2 separate regions of the Mus musculus genome follow, and region 1 is linked to region 2. A link is a contact called in public HiChIP or PLAC-seq data. All regions are on one chromosome and are shown on one strand. Each heading gives the region's core, a stretch centred on a gene start, on an enhancer-like site or on the middle of the called end of the contact. The rest is flanking DNA. Distances are from core to core; before and after follow the strand shown.

Region 1 (5,448 bases), core at 1,187-3,686, 300 kb after region 2:
GAATCAAAGGATTGGCCCTATTAGAGAGCTGCTAGAAAGTGGTGGGAGGGACCCATAGGAGGCGTGGCCTCACAGGAAAGTCTTAGGTAATGGTGGGGGTGGGGTCCTGCGGGGGTGTGGAACCCTAGTCTAAGTTATTCTATTTCTGCTTCCCGGATCATGCTGTAGACAGTTTTTGCTCTACCATGCAGTGCCCTCTCCAAAAGATCTTGGAATAAATTAAGTCAACAACAATATATATTTCTATTTCACCTCAGGCAGTACATTATAGTAGCAATCAGACAACTAATACCTTAGACCAGGATGAGCAACTCTGGATCCCCATTCCCAGGAATTCATAATGCTGGCAGGAAAGGGGACAGTGTGAAGGGGTACCTTAGAAGAGGGATGTGCCATTATGACTAAGGAAGAGGTCATTGCAATTTTGTTACTTGTGAGTTACACTCTAGGGGCAGCAGTGGGCACCTGACCTCTGCAGGTGTAGGGAGTGAGTGTGCAAACTCCTGCCCCGCACAGTGAGAGCCCGCAGTGCCCAGAACACACAAGGATCACTGTTGTGTCCCAGCTGACAGAGCTCTGGGACAGCCCAGGCCCTCTACTTTACACAGGGTCTGGAGGATCTGAAATCACTGAGGGTTTAACAGAGGAGGCTCATGGAACACTGAAGCACTGTATATCTATCTGACCAGGCTACCAGTCATTTGATAACTACCTATAAAAGTTGACAAAACCATCTTAGTAAACCCAAACTCTTTTATATTGGATACAGTGTGTTTTACATCTAAAAACCAGACTTGGGGTTTAGTTAAATGTAATAATGTCTATTTTTAAAAAAAATCTGTATTTGCATTTGTATCGGAGTTTGTACACATGAATGCAGTAGTTGCCGAGGCTGGATGGGGTTGGTTAGAACTGCAGTGAGAGGTGGTTGTGAGCCACACCCAACATGGGTGCTAGGACCCAGCCTCTGCCAGAGCAGTAAGTGCTCTGAACTGCTGAGCCATCCCTCCAACCCCCTACTGGCTATGGTTTACTAAGGGTACCTGCTCGTCTTTTCATCTAATCCTCACACAACACACATGACAGTTCATGTCTATCATCCCCTTTCCCATTTTGAGGATGAATGTGTCCAAGCTTCAACCTGCCCAAGGCAGAGGTCAGCTAGTGGCTGGCAGGGCAGGGCAGGGCTTTCAGGCGCCCTAACTGCTCCTCTGTGCTATACAGCTGAGCTCTTTGTGGCAGGAGAACGAACAGACTACTTCTGTGTCACTGAGGCTAAATTCAATATGTTCTGAGCAAAAACATTGTGGAGGAGGCTGTATTTAAAAAAAAAAACAAAAAACAGAAAACAAAACAAACCATTCTGAGCCGGGTGTGTGGCTCACACCCAGGGCCCTAGCACTTGGAAGGCAGAGACAGCAGGATCAGGAATCCTCAGCTACACAGTGAACTCAAAACCAGCAGGGCATACATGATCACCTGTCTTAATGAAACCAATATGTAAGTAAAATAAGGAAATAAGTGAAACAAAAATAATTAAAAACAACTTAAATATAAAAATATTCTGGAAGATCTCATGGAAGATTTTCCTTTCTAGGTCTAAGTTCGAAGCCCACATAAGAAAAAGACTTTTCTCAGGACGCACCTACCACAGCCTGGCAACCTTGTGCTTTTTCCCTTCCCTCCCTTGTGTGTATGGGCATGTGGGGTGCCAAGGTGTACACACGGAGGTCATAGGCTCCTTCCGCAATGTGAGTCTCAGGGATCAAACTCATGTCCTTGGGTTAGAGGCAAGCAGCTTCACCCACTGCACCATCTCACCAGCCCAGCCGCCCTCAACTTTCTGAGTCACTTTCAGGTACAAATGGCAGTACCCAGCCATAGAAACTCGGTCTCCCCCTGGCTGTGCGGCTTCCAGAAAAGAGAGTTGTTGATTTTCTCTGGGCCTCAGATTTGCTTCCTTTGAAACGTAGAAATTCATGTCGACTGTGGGGTTCCAATCTGGTTTTGCCCACAGGCTTCTATTTAAGCCAGTCTTACTTAGAGTCCAACATTCAAAATTAAGTGCTGGCTTAGTTTAGTTGGAGCTAAGAAGGCTGTGGGGAGGGAAGATGCTCCCCAGAGAGTACCTCAATAATCCTCCTCCCCCACCATCCTCCACATCTCCCCAGAAACCCCCCACAACAGGGCAAAGTCTTTGTAAGAAGCCCAGTGGAAACCCTGCCTCGGGATAGTGCAGAAGCTCCTCTCTGCTCACCCGTATGACCTGGGGGTGCTTTTCACATAGTAGGCACTTCATAAATATTTGAGAGGAAACGGGTGAAATATTATTCTGCCCTTTCGGAAATGTGGTTATGTAGCTTTCATTTCCTCCGCTGACTGACCTAAGCAGTTAAACCGCCACAATGGATCCTGAGGGAAACCCAAATGCTACATTTATGGAAAAGCTGCCTTTCGATTCTGACATGCCTTCCAGGTTCACTGCGGCCATAAGTTAAGGCTCTGTCAGCACTTCCATTATGAAAACTGTTTTGTGGTTTCATAACGTAGCCATAAAAGTTTGCCTCCGGCTATCCTTGGGTGTACAAATTGAAAAGCTTGTTTTAAGCCAAAATGTGGGAATCAGAAAACAAACAATTTATTGGTTTCAGACATGGTTTTGTGCCCGTCTTGGCCAAACAAGATTTACGATGTGGGGAAACAGAATGAGCTGAGACACTTGGTTTCTGAAAAGCCTGAGAAAGAGGGAAATGGCCAAATTACTCATATTTCAAAAGGGTCCCCACACAATCAGTCATTCTTTTGCTTATATTTTCATCAAGTAAATTGTGTCTTATGTTGGAGATGTTGAATCTACTTTATGCATTCTTACCTTTTTTTGAAAAAAGCATTTTCTGTTAATTCTGTTAGAATGGTATAACTGCCTGTTTACCTGGACATCAGAAAACTGACAGAGAAAGTTCAACAATGCTGCTGGTGAGTTCCTCAGACGGCAGCAAATGGCTGGATTTAATCAATAAGAACCCATCAGTCACAGATTTGAAAGTAGAAAAATGAGGTCTCACCGTATCACATTATGAGACTTGGTAAAGCCACTGACTTCTCAGATGGGGAGGCCAAGGCCTCAGCATAGAAAGAACTCCTAGACGCCAGGCTACAGGTGATTAACAGCACCAGACCCAGGCATTCCACATCCCAGCTGGGCAATCAGCTGGTTACTCCTTCCCACCAGATGTTACTATGAAAGGTCCCAGGATCTGACATATTTTCTGGACGACTGTTGCCTAACACAGTACAACACACAAGTGCATACACCTATAACAAGAGTCCTTTCTTGTTCTCACTTCATGACTTTGAAGACCTTAATCACAAGCCACAGGTCATTAAGTTATTATTTAGCATCCCCTGGGCTGAGCACAGTTGAGCATCTAGCCATGGCAAGTTTGCTCCGATTAGAGACAGGACACTAAATCACAGGTTCAGCTTTCACAGGACACAGACCTCTGTGTGGGAAGCTGAACAATGAACAATAGGTCAGCCTAGTAAGAAGCTGGTGGTCAAAGGCAGGGTTATAGTCTGTCTTAGAGTTATCATTTGCAGTTGACCAAAGCAACTTAGACAGGAAAGGGTTTATTTGGCTTACATTTCTATAGCAAGGTTGATCATTAAAAGAAGTCAGGACGGGAACTCAAACAGGTCAAGAATCTGGAGGAAGGAGCTAACACAGAGGCTGTGGAAGAGTGCTGCTTACTGGCTTGCTCTCTCTGGCTTGCTCAGTCTGCTTCCTTACAGAACCCAAGACCATAAACCCAGGGATGGCCCCACCCATAATCGGCTGGGTTCCCCCTATCCCCATCAATCTCTAATTAAGAGAATGCCCTATGGGCTTGCCTATCACCAGATCTTCTAAAGGCATTTTCTCAACTGAGGCTCCCTCTCCTCAGATGACACTAGCTTGGGTCAAGTTGATCTAGAACTAGCCAGCACACAGTCTAAGATCATTATAATGGACCAGATTCGAACCAGACGTTTGAACTTATTCAGCTATGGTACTAAGGAATAAATGACTTTTGTTCCTCATTTGGATGTTCCCCTTTAAGGTACCCAGCACAGCCTCTAATATGGTTATTAATGCCATCCTATATCCGGTGCCTCCTCCATACTCTACTCTCAGGCAGGAATAAGTCTTGTTTCTCTCTGTAACCTAGCTCTCTGGAACAGTTTGCAGAATGAATGAATGAATGAATGAATGAACAAAGGCATGCAGTAACTGATAGCTATGGCTTCCTCTGTTTCTTGTTCACTGTCTCCTCACCTCACACAATTCTTCCGCCTACTCAGAAGTCACCACTTAGCTTTAAAGCTGCATTTTTCATAGGAAGAATTCGATTCTGTTCATCACTGCCCAGGAAAATATTTTTCTTAAGTCAAAGAAGGATTTTTTTTCTTTGGTCGGAAAAACAGGAAATTCCTAAATACCTGGGAAGAAGATCACACCCCACTCCAATTTCTCTTGTTTCCACTTCAGTCTTGGGCTGGGTTTCTGTCAAATAGTCCAACCTGCTTTGTAGTTCATTATTCTAGAATTGAGAAGAAAGTAGATTTAGTAAATCAAGCCTATAGCACTGACTCCCATCACAAGGTGTGACTTACAGAGTTGATGTCAATTCCATCATTATACAAAGCTCTCCATATGTGTGCACACATGCACACCAAGTTGTGCATAAATGAAAATAACACGCTTGTTATGCTATAGCATTATCTTCTTCTTTCAATCAACAATTTATTGTAGGGATAATAAGATGGCTCAGTGTATAAAGGTGACTGCAGCAAGGCTGATGACCTGAGTTTGAACCCCAGGACCCACATGGTGGAAGGAGAGATCTTACTTCTGACCTGCATATGAGCTCTTTGCATGTGTGTGTACGAGCACACATGATGCTCGTACACACACACACACACACACACACTCCAATCACTCTAATGTGTTGTAGATGTCTCCCCAAATTTACTACTTTTCTTTCTGTGTCAACAAACTATGTTAACTGAATCACAGTATCCCATTGTATGGATATACAGTACTTATTTCACCAGTCTTATACGATGGGCAGTTAGATATTTATCACATTTTTTTGGCATTATAAATAAGGTGCAAGTCAACTTTTAACACTCCCTTACTAAGCTATAAAATGAGTAAGTCCATTAATTTAATTTAGTGGGAAATGCCTCTATAACTGAATAATTAGTATTTCATAGGTGTGGAAAAAGTCAGAATCTCAAACATATAAACTAGAATGGGCTCCTTGGGATTAAAATTAGCATTCTGTATACTTCTCATGATTTTTTTTTTTAAAGCTGGAGCCAAACATTGCATAAGCTAATGATTAGATGCCCAGGAGTTGGAAATGTGCCCCACGGGGAAAAGGAAGGACAAAGGGGCAAGAAAGC
Region 2 (5,537 bases), core at 233-2,732:
CCGTTCCTCCTCTGTACCCCCTTCCCCTTCCCCCCTCTCTTCCTCCCTCGCTCCTTCTCTCCTGTAAGAGAGGATGAACTTGAACTTCTAATCCTCTTGCCTCCATCCAGTGGGATGCTGGGAATTACAGGCATGCATCTCTACCCCAGTTCAAGGTGGTGCTGGCAACTAAACCCAGCGTTCTAGGCAAGCACTCTACCTACAGAGCTACCTCCCCACCATTCTTCTTATTCTTTCTCAGTCTTCTACAGCTTAAATAAAGGCGATTCTTAGGAGTATATTCGGTTATTAAGACACACTCTTTGGCCATAAACGTTCCCTGTGAATAGGAATTTTTCAACTGCCTAAATTAGGCTGTATTGTTGCTCTAGGACGACGACGTAGTGCTTGCTCGGTCACTTTAGGCAGATACCCTATAAAGAGTTCTCGGAGCCTGGAACTTGTCTCACAAATTCAATTAAGACAACAGCATTCTGTCTGCACAGAATCTAAGCACCAATCATTTACGGAATTTTAGTTAATGAACACATCTAAAGTAAGTGTTTTGTAGTGAACAACATGCAAAGAAATGATTGAGCAAGAGCGAAGCAGTTGCTTGGGAGTTGAGAGTCTTCCATAGAAAAACAGGAAGAGTCAGGTTGGATAAGGCTGTGGGATTTTCATGGGGATAGAGGCAGAAAGCCCTATAAAGAGCTATCTATATGGGCTCGTGATATTGGTCCAATGATTCTCCCACGCTATCTGGAGTGAACTGTCTAGGCTACTGATTCCTGATCAGCGCCCATCTTTACTCAACTATAAGGCTGCTTGTAAGACGAGAAGGGATGGAGATGGAAGCTCAACCCGGAGATTCTGACAGGAAGAGCAACAGAAAATCCCAAGTGTTTCCCGGTGTGGATGGGAAGAGGAAAGGAAAGGGCTGGAAGGAGACCATCAAGACCTGGAATATCCAGGCAACCCAAGGCAGATGAAGCCCACGGCCTCAGGCACAACTAGGCCGCGGGGCCGGCAGAGGGCAGCAGTTGGGCTGAGAAGCCTGGTGGGGGCCAGCGCGGCGTCGGCGGTTCCAGAAGGTTCTCCTTGGGAGTGTGGGGAGCATCTATCACCCCACCCAGCGGCCACGCGCCCCTCGCGCCACGCGGAAGGCTGAGCGAAAGCTCTTTCGGGCTGCTCGGGACCCCGGGGGAGGAGAAGAGCGAGTGTTAGGAAGGGCGCGGGGCTCGGCGGGGCCGCGGCTCGGGCGCCTCTCCTCCCGGCCGACCAGCGCTAAGGCTCGCGGGGCTGCCATCGGCCAGCGCGGTCCCGCCGAGGCTGCGCTCCGGCCGTCGAGGCCCCCCCGGGCGCGCCCGCGGGAGCGTGGGCCGCGGACTTGACCGTGCGGGCGCCGCGCGCGGCCGTATGCAAATGTCCTCCTGGGCCGGCCCCCCGCGCCTGTGGGCCGCACGTCCAATAAGAAGCGCCCCCCGCTTGACACCTGCCTATATACAGCGAGCGCGCCCCGGCCGCGCAGCGCCCCGCGCACACCCACCCGTGGCCGCCCATGACTTCCAGCGAGATCGCCATGCCGGGCGAGGTGAAGGCCGACCCCGCCGCGCTCATGGCCTCGCTGCAGCTCCTGCCGTCGCCCACGCCCAACCTCGAGATCAAGTACACCAAGGTAAAGCCGTCCGGCGGACGCTTTCTGGAAGCATCCTCTGGATCCCTTCAGAGGCCGGGGGCCCGGAGGTCGCCTGTCATCTCCGCGCCTCCGCGGGGACCGCGATGCGGGCTTCTCAAGTCCCGCCCCGGTTTAGGGAGCGTCTTGGGAGAACCGGTCCCAAACAGAAGGCAGCGCGGGGATCGCCAGCGGCGGCGGACGGTGGTGACGACCTCGGGACTGCCTGGGGAGGTGGGATTTCCCAGAGCAGACCTGGGTCTGGTTCTGGAGTCCCCTATGACTCTTTAGAGCCGGCTAGGGTCCGGTCCTAGATGTCCCTAGGGCAGAACGAGGCTTAGTTCTGGGGTCCCTTAGAGCTCAGGGCAGACCGGAGTCCGGTTGTGCGAGCCCCCAAGTTTTATCAGAGCAAATGGAGTTTGGCTCTGGGGTCCCCCAGGTCTCCTCAGAGCAGTCCGGGCTCTGGCTTGAGGAGGGTGTTCCCCTGGGTTTCCTCAGAGCCCACCGGGGTGCAGTTCTCCCTGTCCCTCGGTCTCAGAGCAGAGTGGGGTTCACCGCCAGGGTGGCATTGCGGTCCGGTGTCGCCCCGCGGTCCCTCGGGTCCGGAGGTGCGCGGCCGCGCGGGCTTATCTTCCCTCAGAGCGGAGTCGCTGAAGGGTTGTCAGGACCGGAGTCCCACAGACTTCGCGGGGACCTGGCCGAGACGCAGTAGGTCTATGCCAGGATTTCCTCGGGATTTTGTAGGCAATGGACATTTTAGAAAAAGGGAAAATAACTCAAGTCACATAAATTAGCGAGCTCACTTTTGCACTGATAAGCCTAATGATTTTTTTCCTAACGAATTCTGACATCTTAGTTTGTCAAGCACGAATTATTGTTGTTAAACTGCATTAAAAAGCAATACACGCCTGCTGCCCCATGTGACTTGATCCCCTACCACTCCACCGTTCTCAGGGAAAAAAAATCCACGGGGGAAATTTGTGAAATACATACACAAAGGGATTGAATGTTATAGCAAAAAGGCGACTGTAGCCTTTAAAGCCACACTTCTTGAGAGTTCATTTTAGAATTTTTTTTTTTAATTTGATTTTCATTCCTACCGCAAACTCTCGCCAGTTAACTGCAGCGCGCGCACACGATACAGCTGATAAGTGTTCCATCGCGGGCATTACACTATACGCGAAAAGCAGAGAAGTTAAGTTGTTCGCATGTGACAACTGTTACGGTTGAAAGAGAAATGCAAAAACATCGTTTCTGAATTTTTGTTGCATTGAGTTTCAGAATAAGGATTTGTAGGATTCGTATTTTTGAATGTGGATTTAATGTACCTGTTAGCTTTTAGATGGTGTGACAAATTTTTGAAAGCCATTTTAATGAGAGGTCGTTAATGGTTATAGCCCTCTAGGCATTGTTTGCATAACAATAGTGCCAGTGTGTGGCACATCTCCGGGTTTAGGAACAAGCCAGGGAAGCCTGCACATAAAAGTTTTGTTTTATGAGGGTCCCTAACCTCTTCAGATGCGCTTTAGAGATCTTAAAAGGCAAGATCCACACGTGATTCCGGGGGTTTGTTTTACACTTACTTTTGATCAGATTATCTTAACAGCCCCTGAAAGTCTGCAGTAGATATCTTTTTTCAGAATTTCATTTGGAAGCTCCTCCAATTCTCCTTTTCTCTAGCCACCCCCTCTCTTCTCTCTCTTGTTCTACCCCAGTAGGAAAGACAACTGATTTATAGCTAATTGGAGCCTTTAATGTCGGAGTCTTTTTAGCTCCATGAAGACTTTTATCCAGTATCCACTTTCCCACTTATTACCAAGAAAAACAATCAGAAATGAAATAATGGATTGTAACTTGATTCTTTAATTTGTGGGGAGGAGGCGCCTTATATTTTGTCTTGACAAACAACCCTCATAAATGGTGGAGTAACACACATTACAGGCGAGCTCTTTCACAAAAACTTGTAAAATCAGGTATCTGTGAACGCTCCCAGCAGCTTCTGTGCTCAGCTCTTTAGTTAGACTTCTACACTTTCTAAGACAGGAACTGCGAACAACCCGTTCTAGTTCATTTTATTTTAACAGAAAGAACAGAGTGACTGCTCTTTTGGTAGCCTAAGTTTTTTTTTTTCTTTTCTCTTCAAAAGAGAGTTGGGAGGTCTTTTAAAAATTCATTCATGATCAAAAGTGGGGAGAAATGTATTAGCAATTTCAAACAGAGCGATGAACAAGGTAGATGGGCAATCCTTTAATGCTATTATATTTGTTAGGAAAAATTTAAAAGATATTATGCCTTGGGAATCTGTTGAAAAGGAGGAAACAAAACATTTGCATCAAATAAAGGTACTATGCAGCAAATAAATTTATAATTAATTTTGTCTTGTTAAACATGTTCTTATTGAATGACACTATAATATGATTTTTCTATGTGATTTGACAAGAATATAAACTAATTAGTGATCAACATAACTGGTCAGATTATGAGAATTTTAAAAAATATGTTCTTAGAATATTTTGCATTTGTGATCCTGCACTTATCTGCCATTTTCATCCTTTTACTTCTTGTTCCAAGGGAATGGAAAAAATAGTCAATATTATGTTAATGCCATTTTCTGTCAAAGGTTCTGTACAAAATGCTATAAAAGCAAAGTTCAACCTCGAAGCATTCTGAAAGAGCGTGTGTGTGGCTTTGTATTGGCTTTTAGGCAATTGCATTCCATTAAAAATAACATAAGCCTGCTGCTTGCTCCGAGTTCTCGTATCCAGTTTAGACTAAGGATAAATGACTGTAATGCCTTTGGAATATGTCTATTTTCTTTTTCTTCTTAAACAGGAACCTAGACCCCCCAGTTTCTTAAATGATTCTTGCTAAGAAATGGGGGGGGGTTGTTTGTTTCAAGACTTACAGTCAAGAAAGAATACTAGTATTAAAAAAATAAAAATAAAAAAAGCATGGAGGGCACCCGTGTGGAGCTGAGAGAACGTATGCTCCTTTGTGTTCTTTGAGACTGCTCAATAGCTGGTCTGATTGCATTTAGCTGTGTGTTTCTCAGTTAGTTTTTCTGAGTTATTTCTGTTTCATCTGCCTGGTTTTTGTATTGCCAGCCGTGTTGTGGGAGCATACACGTTGTAAAACTAAGGCTTAGCATTCTCCTAAGAACTGCCCCTGACTTCAGGGCGGGGTGGGGTCCCAGGATCTCCCTGCCTTCTTTCTCTCTCCCTTTCGCAGATTTCCACGTCTTTACAGAATTTCTTTATTTCACTTACTTTTCTGCTTTTTTTCAATGACTACATCTTTTCTTCTGGCTCTACTGGTTCACTTTTGGAGTGAGCAACTGAAAAATGTACGTAGTTGGCAACATACAGGGTTCTGTGTTCTCCCAGTATTTGATGCGATGTGGGGTAGGGTATAAGGGTCCACAAAGAGGGCATTTGTTGCTGCACCTACAAGAGAAAACACAAAAGGCAGCTCACTGGAAAAATCAGACAAATGTGTATCTGGGTACCTACTGTTTATTATTTTATTTGTTCATTTAATAGCCTTTTAATAAGTGCACTCTGTTTTCTGGGGTCAATTTCAACTCAGTTCAAAGGGATTTTGAGGGGCCATGTTCTTAACAATAGTGTAAATTGGATTATGGAACATCTGCCTTCTAGGAACTTAAAGTCTTATTAGGAAGATTGAGTGCCAGAATTTCCTTGTCAACATAGCAGTAGATCAGTTGGTCAATGTGACGAGAACACTTGCACCGTCACTTGCATTTTCATAGGGCCAATGGCTCTACTTCACACTTTTCGCACATGCACACATGTTAATTCTGCAAAAGCCTTGGAAAGAGAATAAAAATAGAAATGATTGATAAGGGAGAAGTTGGCCTTGAATT

The links. HiChIP or PLAC-seq counts read pairs in DNA pulled down with a chosen protein or histone mark.
Region 1: a contact with region 2 is called in an H3K4me3 HiChIP or PLAC-seq map of embryonic limb bud, with 5 times the contacts expected there. The contact joins the enhancer-like site here to the promoter of Aldh1a2 in region 2. A contact is called at or near these places in 8 of 39 promoter capture datasets (the 3T3-L1 cell line, embryonic stem cells, frontonasal cranial neural crest and 2 more), 2 of 15 datasets of contacts at CTCF or cohesin (embryonic stem cells and stem cell-derived epiblast-like cells), 18 of 484 Hi-C or Micro-C datasets (the C2C12 cell line, the HL-1 cell line, embryonic fibroblasts and 5 more), 10 of 115 datasets of contacts at active chromatin or transcription factors (acute myeloid leukemia, craniofacial prominence, differentiating embryonic stem cells and 5 more) and 1 of 9 other capture datasets (embryonic stem cells).

Annotation. Positions count from the first base shown.
Region 1 is chr9:71,510,590-71,516,037 of GRCm38.p6, forward strand. Myzap (myocardial zonula adherens protein) reads right to left here. Exons shown (of 13, transcript NM_001033208.4): 12 at 4,480-4,580. Among named protein-coding and RNA genes, the nearest start is that of Polr2m, 27 kb to the left of the region's middle. Within about 2 kb of position 2,437, at least 2 of the 459 cell types and tissues checked have an H3K27ac peak or open chromatin away from gene starts, as enhancers often do. A contact at or near this core is called in embryonic limb bud, where this site is marked.
Region 2 is chr9:71,214,307-71,219,843 of GRCm38.p6, forward strand. It overlaps Aldh1a2 (aldehyde dehydrogenase family 1, subfamily A2), which reads left to right and starts at 1,483. Exons shown (of 14, transcript NM_009022.4): 1 at 1,483-1,657. The coding sequence starts at 1,541. Gm3458 (predicted gene 3458) reads right to left here and starts at 1,080. Exons shown (of 4, transcript NR_110518.1): 1 at 941-1,080.